2 separate regions of the Capsicum annuum genome follow, and region 1 is linked to region 2. Evidence: chromatin contacts called from public Hi-C data. All regions are on one chromosome and are shown on one strand. Each heading gives the region's core, a stretch centred on a gene start, on an enhancer-like site or on the middle of the called end of the contact. The rest is flanking DNA. Distances are from core to core; before and after follow the strand shown.

Region 1 (2,818 bases), core at 175-2,674, 40 kb before region 2:
TCAAATCACCCTAATAATTCAATTGTAGAGAAACACTTCAAAATGCATGACCCACCCAAAGTCACTTTCTAAAACTACAATTGTGAAGCGAAAACAGATAATGTTTGAAACTCCCAAACTTTATTTCTGATCAAGTACAACAACAAACTCAGTATAAACATAATCCATTCATGGAAAAAAGCACCAATTAATATCACAGATTTATTAAGAACAATAAGTTAGTGTATCAACAACAACAACAACAAACCCAGTGCAATCCCACAAGTGAGGTCTAGGGAGGGTAGGTTGTACACAGACCTTACCCCTACCTTTGTGGGATAGAGGTTGTTTCCGATGTTTCCAATAGACCAAAAAGGACAGCCCGATGCACTAAGCTCCTACTATAGGCGGAGTCCGGGAAAAGGTTGGACCACAAGGGTCTATTATACGCAGCCATACCTTGCATTTCTGCAAGACGTTATTTCCACGGCTCGAACCCGTGACCTCCTGGTCACATGACAATAGCTTTACCAATTACGCCAAGGCTGCCATTCCTGTTTCTAATAGACCCTTGCTCAAAATAGTGCAATCAAAACAAGATATAAAGAAAAATAACGTCAGTAAAATAGCAAGATAAACAAAACAATAAATCCATTATTCAGATAACTCGAGATTTGATAACTATACAAACAAGAATGATCATTGTCAATCTCAAAAATCTGATTTTCAATATCAAATAAGATGGGAGTAACGTCTCCATTCCTATCACCAACTACAAAAGTGTCATCAGAGATGAAATTCTGAATGTGTTTTAACACCAAATAAATAATCAACATTACTGCAACTATAAATGTTTTTCACTTTTCGAGTTGGGTTAGTCTATCATTAAATTAAAAAAAATCTAAAGAATCAGTCTTTGCATAGAGCAACCCACAAAGAATTAGTCTTTGCATAATAAACCCACCAATCAAAACAATCAAGAAACATTTCTCGCAAAAAAGAATTATCACATAATCATAGCATAATAAAGGGGTGGGTGGAAAATTGATAGCTCACCCTGAAATCCCCATGACAATGGTGGGCTCATTGGTTCCATCATTAACAATACACCAATTCTGAGATGAAGTCCTCAGTAACCGCTCCTCTAAATGCAATTGCTGCAGAATTGGAACTCCCTTAACTCTAACAACATTCATTAATGGCTGCACACGTGAAGAGCTCATTGCAGCAAAAAAAAAAAAAAAACTAATGTTTGATGTTTTCTTGTACTAAATAAATGATCTGTATGTCTACAGCTGAATTGGGTATTTTCTCAATTTCACCAAAAAAAACAGATTCGAGTATTTTGTCAACAAGTTTTAGGAGAAATCCTATCACTGAGGCAAACACTTACAGAGTCAAATCTCTTATTAATTATTTATTTAAGTTATTTAATTGGATTTCAATTCATAGCAGATACTAGTAGAATTTGGCCCGTGCAAAATTAATACTTAGTAAATTTTATATTTGTAATTTTTTTAAAAAATTTTGATGCTATTCTTAGTTTTTATTTTTATCTTTTTTTGTGACATTAGTTGTAAAGATAGTTTCATAATATCTCAATATTTCTAATATTAATCAAGTATTTTTTTTTTTTGTAAACTAAAAGAATATTTTTTTTAGAGTTTATTTTATATTTTGTTTTTAGTTTCAAACACATGCATGCATCAATATAATATTTTTTGTAATTTTAATGATGGTTTTGAAGATTAAAGGCTTTAATGACTCAAATCGAATTTTATCTTATGTTGAATTAACTTTATCATTTCTTTCTCAATTCAATTTATGTTGACTAACCTATTTTTATTAAGTTTTTCTTAATTAAATTTATATTAATTAATCTAGTTATTACAATAAATAAAAAATTCTAACATTCAAAGAAATATAATAAATTTTTGATATTGCCATATTGAATGATAACATCAAAAAAGCTAACTTATAAATAGAGATAGAATTTAAAGAACAAAAGTGGAAAACTTATCAATAAAGTTCTCTCTTTTGGTCATTTTCTCAAAAGAAATATGCTTATTTTGATCGTTGAGAGGTGTTTGGCTACCTTTTAGGAAGAACAAAAGTTGTTTTTCAGTGACAGTAAAAGCTGAAAATGCAGATTCCCTCAAAGCACTTCGGAACCTTTACCTTGGCCAAACTTATATTGTTGCTGTAATATTGGCAAAGGTAATTTTTAAATTGACTAGCCAAAACACAGACTATAATTCTCCTGGAATACTTTTTCGAAAAACACTACTTCTAGTGAAACTCTCTTTTCAAAATAAGTTGATTGTAGTAGTTTGGCCAAACAAATATGTATGTTAGTTTACTTCTAGTAGCGTTTATTTGTCATTGATTGTTCATTCTAACTCCTCAAGTAATCTTTGACGATGGGTGGACTGCCGATAGAGAATACATCCACAGCCATGCCCTTGTGGAAATTACCAAAAGATCAGAAGTCAGTCATATCTACAATGTCCGATTCAAAGCCAAAGAAGAAGATGTGTTGCGCTTGCTTGCCCTGAAGCTAGGCAGCTGAGGGATAAATGCATTGTGGGGCACGGTGAATCTGCATGTGAGAAATGGATTGAAGCTCATCGTAAATGCCTTCGAGCTGAAGGCTTCAAGGTTTGAAACCAGTGATAGAAGTAGACTATTAAAAAAGACGATGGAAGATACAATTTTTGTATAATGCCCAGTTTGTTTTTGGAATCATACAAGCTCAATTACCTAAACGTTTATAGATATTTTATACAAAGATTATGCTTATCGAAGTTCAAGAATAAAATAAGGGAATTGAATAATCGAT
Region 2 (2,754 bases), core at 91-2,590:
ACTATATTTTGAACAAAGCAAAAGAGAAAAGTGACGCCACCATGATGATTTTGCTATTGCATTCAGTTATGACCATCGTCAACGAAGAAATTTGAAGAAGTTTTGAAGAAAATAATTTTCGTAATAAGGTATTGGAGAAGATAATTGAGGTGGAGGGCTGTGTTGCTGCAGCATTAATTTGTGGGTGGTAGTAGGAGGGGAGGGGGAGTGTTGCAGCAAAGGTTAGAGTATTTGGAGAAGGCAATCTTGGGGTGGTGGTGAGGTGGGGGTACTTGCAGAAGCTGATATTGGGGGGTGGGTTATTTATTTAATGATTTTTTATTTAAAATTTAAGTCAGCTATTTAAAAATTGATTTTCTAAATTCTAATTTATTTAAAATTATTATTTTACAAAAGAACGCCACATGTCGTTTGTTAATTGGTCGTACACCATGTCAGCAAACGTATGTATTACACACACTTGATAAAATCAGCTGATTGTAAAAAAGTGTCAAAATGACATAGTTGATGGCTAATTTAGGTGCCTAAAATAAATACTATTCACTTGAGGTGCCAAAGTGAAAGATCGTTCCAAGTTGAGGGGGCTGTCGATGGGTTTGGCCATTAATTAATTATGCACATACATACATAAAGTGGCCCATGCATGAATATAGGTAGGAATAATTTTATCCTTTTATAAATTTATCCCAAAGATAAATTATGGTGAGATTGTTATCCCACCAATTGTGTGGATAACTAACCCCGATACGATTTATTATTTCCGAGATAAGTTATCCCGACTATTGCCAACCATACATGCATTAAAAATTTTTATCTCGAAATTATTATTTTATCTCGAAATTATTTGCTTTAACAACTCACACCAAACGACCCCTAATAATTGTAGCATAAAACTCATGAAAAAGTGAGAAATTAATTATGTTTTTAACCATTGAACTTAAAATTATGATATATACGAATGTACTCAAAATCTTTAGCTAGAAATACAACGAAGACTATTTGCTTAAAACAATTCAGTGCGTCTAACTTCCAGTCATTTATTTACAGACATGAAAAGCAAAATTTTAAAGCCAGAAAAATCATATCTGCAACAAGGAAGAAAAAGATAATTTTACGGTTTCAACTTTGAAGCAACAAACTTCTCTCAAACTATTATATATTCGGACTAAGATGCAAAGTGGACTCAACACTAACTGGTTACAACAAAGGAAAGAAAAGGATAGTACCAAAAATTAGAAAGCAATTGAAGTTTCAAATTAACTCTTACAAATACTACCTACGTCGCCAATTACAGTACTGAGCTTCCAAAATAGAAGAACCTCACCAATGGGTGCGCGCGAAAAAAGCGGCAGCGGAAAAATATAAAGGACTCGCAAGAAATCAACGGTTCCTACTTAAATTACTTGAGATCATGCACTCAATATCGAACAATATCTTGAAGGCAATCATAGAAATGTGAGATATTGATCTTCTCTTTGCCAGAATAGATGGCTTCTGCTGTCCCGCCATGTTCACCCTGAGCAGCCATTTCAACGACCATGTATAGTTTCTTGATGGGCATCTATCACAAGACAACACAAAACAAGAGCAATCAATCAATTCCACGGAATGTGCCTGAAATTTTAATTTCTAAAGCGGATCACCAATATCAGAAAGCGATGAGAAACAGCTGGTATGGGGAAAAGGCATGCATAACAACATGCTGGTCAGAAAGACAGGGAGCAGAGCTTTGAAACTTACGTCATTTAATGCCTCAGCAGCAGAATCAACGTCCTCGCTTGAAAAGACATTAAGTTGTTGCAACACCTGCAAAGAACATCAAAACATCAATACTAGAGGTAATTAATATATTAACAGAATGACATTAGGTTGGGAATCTCCAGTAATTGCATCAATGAATTAGAATTGAGAAAGTCTAGTATAATGAGAGACTGATGCAAAAGTTTCTCAAATCACTAGCTCATTTGCTCCGTTCTTTTTAAATCAGTCAAAAAGCAAAATGGATCCTCAAGAGTGGAATAGATATGATATATTGACAAATTAAATGGCATCAATGACAAAAGCCACTGTTTTGTGTAACAGAGTTCACAAGCTAGTGTTCAGTAAGCCTCTTGCTATGATGATCTTGGTCTAGTGGAATGTGAAATCTGTGTAAAGGAGTTTATCAGCCATTAACACTGCACTACTTTATCTGGGAATACCTAATTCAAATTCCTAGTTAATCTTTGCTGCACCTAACTGCTCTACAAAAGTAGAATTTCTTCCTTTTTTTCTTTCAAGAAATACTCTGGTCATATGACATCTGCCTTAAGAATTTATATGAAATTTCTTGTTCGATTCAACACATGACTGCCTATTTTGGGAGTTATTCAACTGGAGAAGGGACTTCCATGAAAAATCAAAACCGTGGCAGTTTGGATGCCCTCTTACCTTCTTGGCATCTTCTGTCTTCAGTGTTGGAACGTGGTATGTGACTGAGAAATTATCACAAAGGCCCACTGAGTCCAAGAAACCGACTTCACTAGTAGTTCCAATCACAAGAATCTTTTTACCCTGTAAAGTGAAACCAGTCAAGAGGATCATCAGAAAAAAGCAGTTGCATAGCCAACAACAATGTAATGAAATCCAGATCATAACAAAACAAAAGTCATCCCCCGCATCTTGGGTGTTCTAACTTTTTTCTCCACAGCTAATTTATCTGTACTTTTCCTTCTAGTGGAGCAAAAGAACCAGACAATTTCACCAGTTCGAGAT

The links. Hi-C and Micro-C count contacts between places; a contact is called where the count stands out from the background.
Region 1: a Hi-C map of leaf shows a contact between it and region 2, with 2.6 times the contacts expected there. The contact joins the promoter of LOC107874015 here to the enhancer-like site in region 2. A contact is called at or near these places in 2 of 5 Hi-C or Micro-C datasets (leaf and placenta).

Annotation. Positions count from the first base shown.
Region 1 is chr6:192,315,044-192,317,861 of UCD10Xv1.1, reverse strand. It overlaps LOC107874015 (vesicle-fusing ATPase), which reads right to left and starts at 1,424. Exons shown (of 16, transcript XM_047413656.1): 1 at 1,036-1,424. The coding sequence starts at 1,202. It also overlaps the pseudogene LOC124899293.
Region 2 is chr6:192,274,602-192,277,355 of UCD10Xv1.1, reverse strand. It overlaps LOC107872783 (vesicle-fusing ATPase), which reads right to left. Exons shown (of 21, transcript XM_016719385.2): 19 at 2,431-2,553; 20 at 1,741-1,806; 21 at 1,110-1,561. The coding sequence ends at 1,418. Among protein-coding and RNA genes, the nearest start is that of LOC107872783, 12 kb to the right of the region's middle. Within about 2 kb of position 1,340, at least 1 of the 5 cell types and tissues checked has an H3K27ac peak or open chromatin away from gene starts, as enhancers often do. A contact at or near this core is called in leaf, where this site is marked.